2 separate regions of the Mus musculus genome follow, and region 2 is linked to region 1. The links are chromatin contacts, called in public Hi-C maps. All regions are on one chromosome and are shown on one strand. Each heading gives the region's core, a stretch centred on a gene start, on an enhancer-like site or on the middle of the called end of the contact. The rest is flanking DNA. Distances are from core to core; before and after follow the strand shown.

Region 1 (4,233 bases), core at 833-3,332:
AGGGGAGGGGACCATCAAACCTCAGGGACAGTACTTGGTCAGTCACTGACCAGAACAAAAGTGGGGCACTGAGAGAGCAGACCGCTTTCTAGGCAGAACTATTCAAATTACAAAGGAAAACAGAAAAGTTTTATTTTGGAACTGCCAAAACCAAAACTTCTAAATACACACACACATATATATATATATATATATATATATATATATATATACACATACATATACATATACATATACATATATATATATAGTTGTAGTCTTAAGTAACTTTAAGAATACTCTTTAAAACAAAAACGTCTTGGTATACATGCCCCCCTCTAACAAACATAATAGCTGCCAAATATTGTATAAAGTCTTGTATAAAGGCAAGTCTTTTGTCACCAGGCAGGTTCACTGTTGATGCTAACCTAAAACTAACACTTGGACTCCAGAGAGGTTCAATGCCTAAGGAAGTTGCTACTAGAGATTTCCATTCCAGGTTTCTGAAACTGGTTTGTTACATCTGTTTGCTGTTGCTTAAACAACGCTCAGATTCACAGCTCTGTCTTCTCAAAAGGACATCTGTTCTGCACACCTGTGCTGATGCAGGCCAGGGTGGTTTAGACATTGCTGAGTGTGTGGCTCAGTATATCTGAAGCAGAAGGGCTGTCAACTATTCAGAGGAGCTGGTGAGGGTCAGTCACATTGACCCCTGTCTAGGAGGCAAGGCTGTAACTCTTGGGAGACATCTCTGTAGTTGGTCCATTAGGAGGAAGGTGGTGTTTCTCAGCATTCGGACATTAAATCCAGTATTTACAACAACAAAATCCTGTTCCAGGGAATTAACGCTTTCTAATTTCTTCCAACATTAATTCAACTGCCCTTGGGATCTCTAGGCATCACAAACTTCTGATCACTGCATCCAGAATGCACCTTTGGCTTCAGAAGCTGGTTCCAACACTAATGACTTAAGAGGAGCCGAAACAAAGGTCGCAATGGCCCCATTCTCTAAAAACTCCTCTATAACGGCCATCACAATTATGCTGTATACGAGACGAAAGCTAGGCATCACCATCCAAAACATGCTGGAGACTATAAAGTATTTATTTGTGCTTACCTTTTGTGCGTTCTCTGCATCTTCAATGGCAAAATCTAGTCTGGTCTGCCTGGGGCTGATCAAGTCTTTTAGTGTTAAACAATTCACCTCCATCTGGAACACACAACTATATCAGAAAATGATTTTACATTTATTTCCCCCTACAACAACAACGACAAAATGCCACTTGTGAACATCAACTTTCCCTTCCTACAGCATTCCTGGAATTTTCCAAGAATGAAGACACCCTCCATTCCTCATTAAAACTCACACGGACAAACACTTAAAATATACTTAGGAATCACTGGAAATCTGGGAAGACGAAAAAACTGAACAAAACTGCAATCCTTTATGAAAAGCAACAGGCAAAATAGTTACCAAGGAAGGAAGGTGTTAGGCAAATGCCAAGAAAGTTACAGGGTCTCCCAGGTCAGTTAATTTTGGCGCAAAGAACCGGGAGGAATTCAACTTTGAGTGGGTTTGATCTAGGGGGTAGACTGAAACCTGATCTAGAGACCAACCCATGCGGGAAGCGCTCAGCCCCTCCCTAGGCATCTAAGCACACCCCAAGTGAAACTCTTCCCAGGGGACCCCTAAATCGTGGGGGTAGGTGGTAGTGGGGACCAGCCTCCTTCACCTAGCGCTGCAGCCAGCACAACCCCAGGGGGCACTCGGACCCGGGGCCTGTGGGACGGCATCCAGGGCGGCGGGTAACCCGTCTCCGCATTCCCGCCTCCCCATCCGAGGGGGCCGCACGCTTCCTTACTGTCGCTGCGCGATGGAGGGTCTCTCCGGGGACGTCCGCAGCCGCACGCGTGAGCGGGCAGAGCGTGTAGATCTCAGCGGCCGGCTGGCGACATGGGCAGGGCAGGGCAAGGCTCGCAGATCCTCCGCTCCACCCGCGGTGTCCGCGTAGCGACAGCGTCTCCTACCCGCCTAAGCCAAGCTCCAGCCCTGGATCGCGGTCCCCGCTAAAACACCTCCTCTGGCGCCTTGAGACTGAATTTGAGCATTCACCAATGCGCGGCGGCCGGCGGGGCGGTGCCGACCAATGGCGCGGCGGCACGGCCCGAAGCCCCGCCCCTCGCTGTCTTGGCGCTCGGCGCCGCGCCTTTCCTCCCCTTCGCCCGCCCGCCGGATTGTTGTCGCCTCGCCCCCTCCCCCTTCCGGGTACCTGGAGGCGGTGACGCGGGAGCGTTTCCCGCGGGGACGCGGGCGCGGACGCGGGAAGCCGGGGCGGGGCGGCGCGGGCCGGCGCGCTCTCCGCGGGGCGCCCTTTTGTTGTGGGGGACCGACCCACGCCGGCCCCCAGCGCAGCAGATGGAGCCGGGGAAACGATCCGCACGCGCGGGATGCTGCGGACGCCGCCCTGCCCCCAGCAACCTGCGGGAGCCGAGTTGCCGGGACCTGCCAGGGCGGCTCCCTAGCACCCGGCGCCGCCAGGTGACACGTGAACCCTGGTTAGCACCTGGGCTGCGAGCAGATGGCACGCCCGTTAGCCCTGGGAACAACCCCGGCAGCCGCACCAAAGGGGGTTTTGCAAAAGGTTTCCTGGTGTTCCCTCTCCAGAGCATTAGAGATGGTCGAGAATGTGTTATTAGACAGTTTCTAGTAAGGACTAGCTTGGGGGATGGGGGAACAGTCAAGAATATCTCTGGAATATTACTGATTTCTATTAGACCTTTCACTTCCTTCGGATTCTTATTTAAAATATGAACCTAAGGAAAGACTGCTATTTTAGGCCCCTCTTGAGAAACTCTTGTTTAGAACCGTTTTGGATTTGCACAAAAAACTGAAAAGATACTTTAAAAGAGTTCACTCACATCTAGTACCCAGTTTCAGCCACTTATGTAAGTACAAAGCACTTGTTTAAGTCACTATTTATTCAGGTTTTCTTTTTACCAAATGCTTTTTTATTTCCTGTTGGAGGACATCGCTTTTGTTCATCTCTCCTAAGCTCCTGGTTCAGTTTCTTGGGTTGATCCCCAGATTTTCCCCGAGTACTGTTATTTTGTAGGGTGCCCTCAGCTGGGATTTATAACGGCCTCTTTAACACATGCCCACGAGTATTTCCCCACTTCAACGCAAAACTATCATTCTCATTACCCCGTCTTAGCCGTTCCGTGCAAAGGCCCCACCCTTCACCTCTCAGCTCTCAAAAATGTACAATGAGCCATCAGAAGAATTCAAAATATTTACTCAAGTCCTTCGGTTTTTACTCCAGTCTGCTGGTACATTCAGCCTGAAAATGGCTACCGGACTATACCTTAGAAAAGACCAGAACGCATGTAAAACAATCCGCATGAACAAATAAACAATAGTAGCTTAAAAAAAAAGTATGTCTATGGCAAATAACAATTTGAAGACTATAGGGATAGCTCAGCCAATAAAGTGCTTGAAGGATCAGAGTTGGACCTCTGGTGCCCATGCTGGTGTGGAGGTGCCTGTGCTTGCAGCACCAGCAGGCACAGACCGATCCCTGGGGCTTGCGGACTAGCCTGTTTAATAAGCTCCAGATAAAGGAAAGACCCCCGTGTCAAAAACCAGAGGTATGGGGTTGGAGAGATGGCTTAATCAGTAAAGTGCTTGCTCAACAAGCAGGAGGACGGAGTTGGGATTCCCAGCACCCATTTTCAAAGCTGGGGGTGAGGTAGTCTGTAACCCAGGCTGCGGAGACCCACTGCTTCGAGAAGGTCATTGGCCAGTCAAGCTATCCTAGGTCAGTGACAGTCCCTATTTCAAAGGAATGAGTTAATGAACTGATGAGTAAATATAATGTGTAGAGCTATTGAAAAAAGACATCTAGCATCTGCTCTGGTCTTCACATTGGCAATTACATGTCTCTCTCTCTCTCTCTCTCTCTCTCTCTCTCTCTCTCACACACACACACACACACACACACACACACACACACCAAAAGAAAAATTGGAACTAAAATCTATCTTCTAAATGGTTAGAGAACCATAGGGACATGAAAAGAGAAAAACTGAAACTTACTTTTTTTTTTTTCATCACGCAGATCCAGAGAATTTAGATGAAGAGATGCATGACTTATGACTGTGGTGGTTTTCTGTGGCTGCTACAATAGATTTACCACAAAATGACTGTCTTAAAAAAAAAAAACCCACAGAAGTTTATACATATAACATATATAAATA
Region 2 (3,897 bases), core at 915-3,414, 43 kb before region 1:
CGTTGCTTCTGCAGTGGGGGAAGAGTGTAGAGTTAGGATTGTACTGACCAAGATCCTCGAATAACAGTCTTCTAATGGCATGCAGGTTTTGAATACAATTAGGACTGGAGAGATGGCTCGGTAGTTAAAGAGCACTGAGTGCTCCTCCAGAGGTCCTGAGTTCAATTCCCAGCAACCACATGGTAGCTCACAGCCATCTGTAATGAGATCCGATGCCCTCTTCTGGTGTGTCTGAAGATAGCTCCAGCATACTCATATAAAATAAAATAAATCTTTAAAAGTAAAATATAAAATTAATTCCAGTCACAGAGTTTGTGATATGCAGGCACACCCGGATCATGGCATAGACACCATCAATTCTTCAGGAGCATGGTTCAAGCTTCAGTTACCATAAGCTTCATTAACTCTCAGTAACGGAATTAAGCACGATTTTGCCGTTTTGATCACTATAGAAGATGTTTCCCATTATCATTGATCAAGTACTTTCCTTTTTTTTTTTAATGTTCAAATGCATCCCTGTGGCACGGGCTGCTTCTACCATAAGAGGGGCAGCCCCAGCGTCCCATCTGCCTACCAGTCTTGCATGAGTGGATCTGTCAAAACCACATCGAGTACCCAGCAGCACTGGAGTCTCAGAAATGTAGCTGTCAGGTTCTAGTCCCTGGGATAAGAACTAGAAGGGGGAGTAGACATGAGCCAGCAGTCAGTAGTGGGTACCACGCACGACTGGCTTGGCAAGTTAGAAGCAGTGATGGACTGGAAAGCTCATGCCAGAGAGTTACAGAGCGCTGTCCATGATACGACGAGTTACAGGTGGGACCAGCAGGACCAAATCCATTTTATATGCATTAGACACACTGTGTAGCCCATTCTTCTGAAATAAAGTGAAAACACTATGTGATATTTTAGGTAAATGTCATGTTACAGAAGCCATGCCATGAAATAACTCTCTAAAGCTTCATCATCATCATCATCATTTCTTATATTTTTTTATGGCCCCTCTTTTAGCCCACTGTTTTTGGAGTTGTGCCTTTGAGACGGTCACACAGCATAGATATATCATGTATGGCTTCTGTCCCTAGGACGCTAAGGGCTAAGTTAGTTTTAGAGGGCTTGAGGGATTCATTCATTGCTTCTCAGAGGAGCTTTTCATAAAACATTGTGAGAATGTTCTCATATTTTAAGTTAAATACACTTACTAACTTCAGCCTATAATTCTGTAGTGAAGTGTGAACTGCAAGGCTAGGGATATGGCTCAGGGGGTAGAGCGTTGGGTGTGCAAACAAGAGGACCTGAGTTCAAATCCCCGGCACCCAGAAAAAAGCTGCGGATAGCAGGGTACATCTACATCTCCAGAGCTGGGGTAGCGGGTGGCAGAGACAGGTGGATCGTGAGGGCTGAGATCCCGGAAACAATAATGTAGGTGATAATAGAAGGCACCAGATGACCTCTGCCTCACACACATTTATACAGGCACACACAAGTATACCTCCTCTCTAACTGCTTAATTTTATCAGTGTTTCCCACTTCTTCTTAACCCATTAACATTCCGGCTCTTTAGAGCCCTTGTTTCCAAGAGCCATAGGAATGAAGAAGTTACCGCTGGGCCACACGTAACAGTGGACTTAGATGTGGGAGGCTGGAAAGCAATTTAGTTTGTAGGACGGTTTCTCAAATCTGGAAGCCTTCAGACTAGCAAAGACACAGAATCAGTCCCACCTTAGCACCCAAACAAGCCAACCACCAGAACGACTCTGTTTCATGGGAAATATTAAGTACTTCAGTGGTTATCTAGCGGTGTGAACATCCTGAACAACGGAAGGACATTGACACAGGATATTAATGGGCGGCAGCATCAGTTACAACAGATGCTGTACTTCAAAGGTGCTGGGCTCTGCAGCGTGTTGGAGATTTTGCAACACACACACACACACACACACACATACATACACACACACACAAACACACACAAAACCCAAAAGAACAATGAGGAACACATCTATTGAGTCCTCTCACTTTCAAGGTTGTGAAAACTTGAGGAAACAGAATTAGAAATCGATTTAGTGAGAAGTATCAGAATTACACAGCCCTGTCCAGACGGAAGGAGTCTGCCTCCCCCTTCTTCCCTTCCAGCTCTTCCTGAAGCAGGAAGTGGTTCTGGTAACTTTATTGCCTGGGGAGATGTTAGGCTGGGGGGTAGAGTTTGATTAGGCTTTCTTAGTCAGGAGAAAGGGCACTGGATGTGGTCTAAGGGGATCCGATCAGCCTGAGGCTGGTTTGTGTGGACTCCGTGGGAGGAGCGATGGCCGGAGGAAAATGCATTGCCTCTGTTACAGAGGTTCAGGGTCAAGCCCTCCCCCCCCCCCCACCCGTGTGAACCAGCTCAAGTCCCAGCTGTGTGAACCAGGCTGTCCCACCTAACAATACGACAGCAGAGCTGTCACCTGGGCACTGTGGACCCCATCCTCTGAGGCTGGAGAGATGGGTGGAAGCCAAGTTAGTAGGCTTTGGAGTGGATAAAAGCAAGCATGTCTCACACCGACAAGCCTTTCAACCTTACAAATGTCAGGATCTGGGAAGGTGATCTCACCTTTGACTTTCTGATGGCTGTACTGACTTTGAGTCTCCTCTGGAAGCTCCAACCTTCCAGTTGGACTTCAGATACAAGGCCAAGAGCATGCTTCCGCGCTCCCAACTCCTTTTGCCTTCCCACGCTTTCGGATCAGCCAGATGCTGTGTGTGCGTGTGTGCATACCTGCAAGAACTACAGGGAGGCCTCAGTAAAAAGCACTCGAGCATCCATGTGGCTGTTGTAGCTGCTGTTGGCAGTCTTAACAATAAACTGCAGCCGAGAGAACAGAACCAGGGTCTACGAGACGGCTTGGCAGGCAAAGATGCTCGTCATTGAAGCTGACCGATGGATTTGATCACTGGGACTCACAACTGAGGGGTGAACTGACTGCTACAAGTTTTCCCCTCACCTCCACCCATGTGCCATATCACACAGACACAGACACACACACTGAAAATGTTTTACAAGTAATATAACATACACGTCTTACTAAATACATTTATTTCCATTGCTATTTTATAAAGCTTAGTATTTTTTCTAAAAGGAAAGATTGGTTTACACGTAGTAGTAGCGTTCCAAGTAGGTGGCTATAGATAATATAGCCACGAGGAAAGAGCAGAGCCGAAACCCGGGACAACGAAGCGGCAAGCAGCAATAGATGAACATCTACGTCAGCCTAGCAGTGCAACGAGATAAGCAGGAAGCAGCTCTACATTACAGTCACTTCCGTACAGAAATAGCACCTTACATTGAGCAATGTAAACTTAGCAGGTAGGTTCAAGTATAAGTTATACCTCCCCAACTCTTGTACCAGAATGCAAGGGTTTTGGAAACCCCGGATGGCATGGTTTGAGGTAGCACATCCCCTCAGTGCTGACCCAAAGCCCATGCCCTCCTTTAACAGTTAGTTCTTCTTGCATTCAACAAGAAGCCACTACTGCTGCTTCCCCATCTCAGTCTCTGGCACTCAGGTCTAGCTGGAAAGCTTCAAAGACCAGTCTTCCGGAAGAGCCAGAAGCTACACCCCGTGGGACCTGAATATGGAAGTGACTTTTGTTTTCCATGGATGGAACTGCTTGACGCCCCCCACCCCCACCCCAAGAATCCCAAGTTCTCTGAGGTGAATATGGTCAATTCACAAACAGAATAATTAAGTATAACAATAAGAAAAAGTAGCAACAAAGGTTAACATAAATGAGACTAGCCAGGAGAGAGAGAAGAGGAAAAGTTCGTATCAAAATGTGGATTTCTTAATAGGAATGCTTTGTGGACATTCCTACCCACGAGGGCTCGTCAAAGCAAGCAGTGTGTAGCAGACTCACTCG

What was found. Hi-C and Micro-C count contacts between places; a contact is called where the count stands out from the background.
Region 2: a Hi-C map of myeloid progenitors shows a contact between it and region 1, with 1.8 times the contacts expected there. The contact joins the enhancer-like site here to the promoter of E2f7 in region 1. A contact is called at or near these places in 1 of 39 promoter capture datasets (3T3-L1-derived adipocytes), 8 of 484 Hi-C or Micro-C datasets (the Ba/F3 cell line, the G1E-ER4 cell line, LSK cells and 5 more), 4 of 115 datasets of contacts at active chromatin or transcription factors (the SCID.adh cell line and embryonic stem cells) and 3 of 9 other capture datasets (adipose tissue, liver and pancreatic islet).

Annotation. Positions count from the first base shown.
Region 1 is chr10:110,743,288-110,747,520 of GRCm38.p6, reverse strand. It overlaps E2f7 (E2F transcription factor 7), which reads right to left and starts at 2,082. Exons shown (of 13, transcript NM_178609.5): 1 at 1,842-2,082; 2 at 1,097-1,189. The coding sequence starts at 1,189.
Region 2 is chr10:110,786,533-110,790,429 of GRCm38.p6, reverse strand. E2f7 (E2F transcription factor 7) reads right to left here. Exons shown (of 13, transcript NM_178609.5): 13 at 3,046-3,897. Among named protein-coding and RNA genes, the nearest start is that of Gm23698, 7.7 kb to the left of the region's middle. Within about 2 kb of position 2,164, at least 14 of the 459 cell types and tissues checked have an H3K27ac peak or open chromatin away from gene starts, as enhancers often do. A contact at or near this core is called in myeloid progenitors, where this site is marked.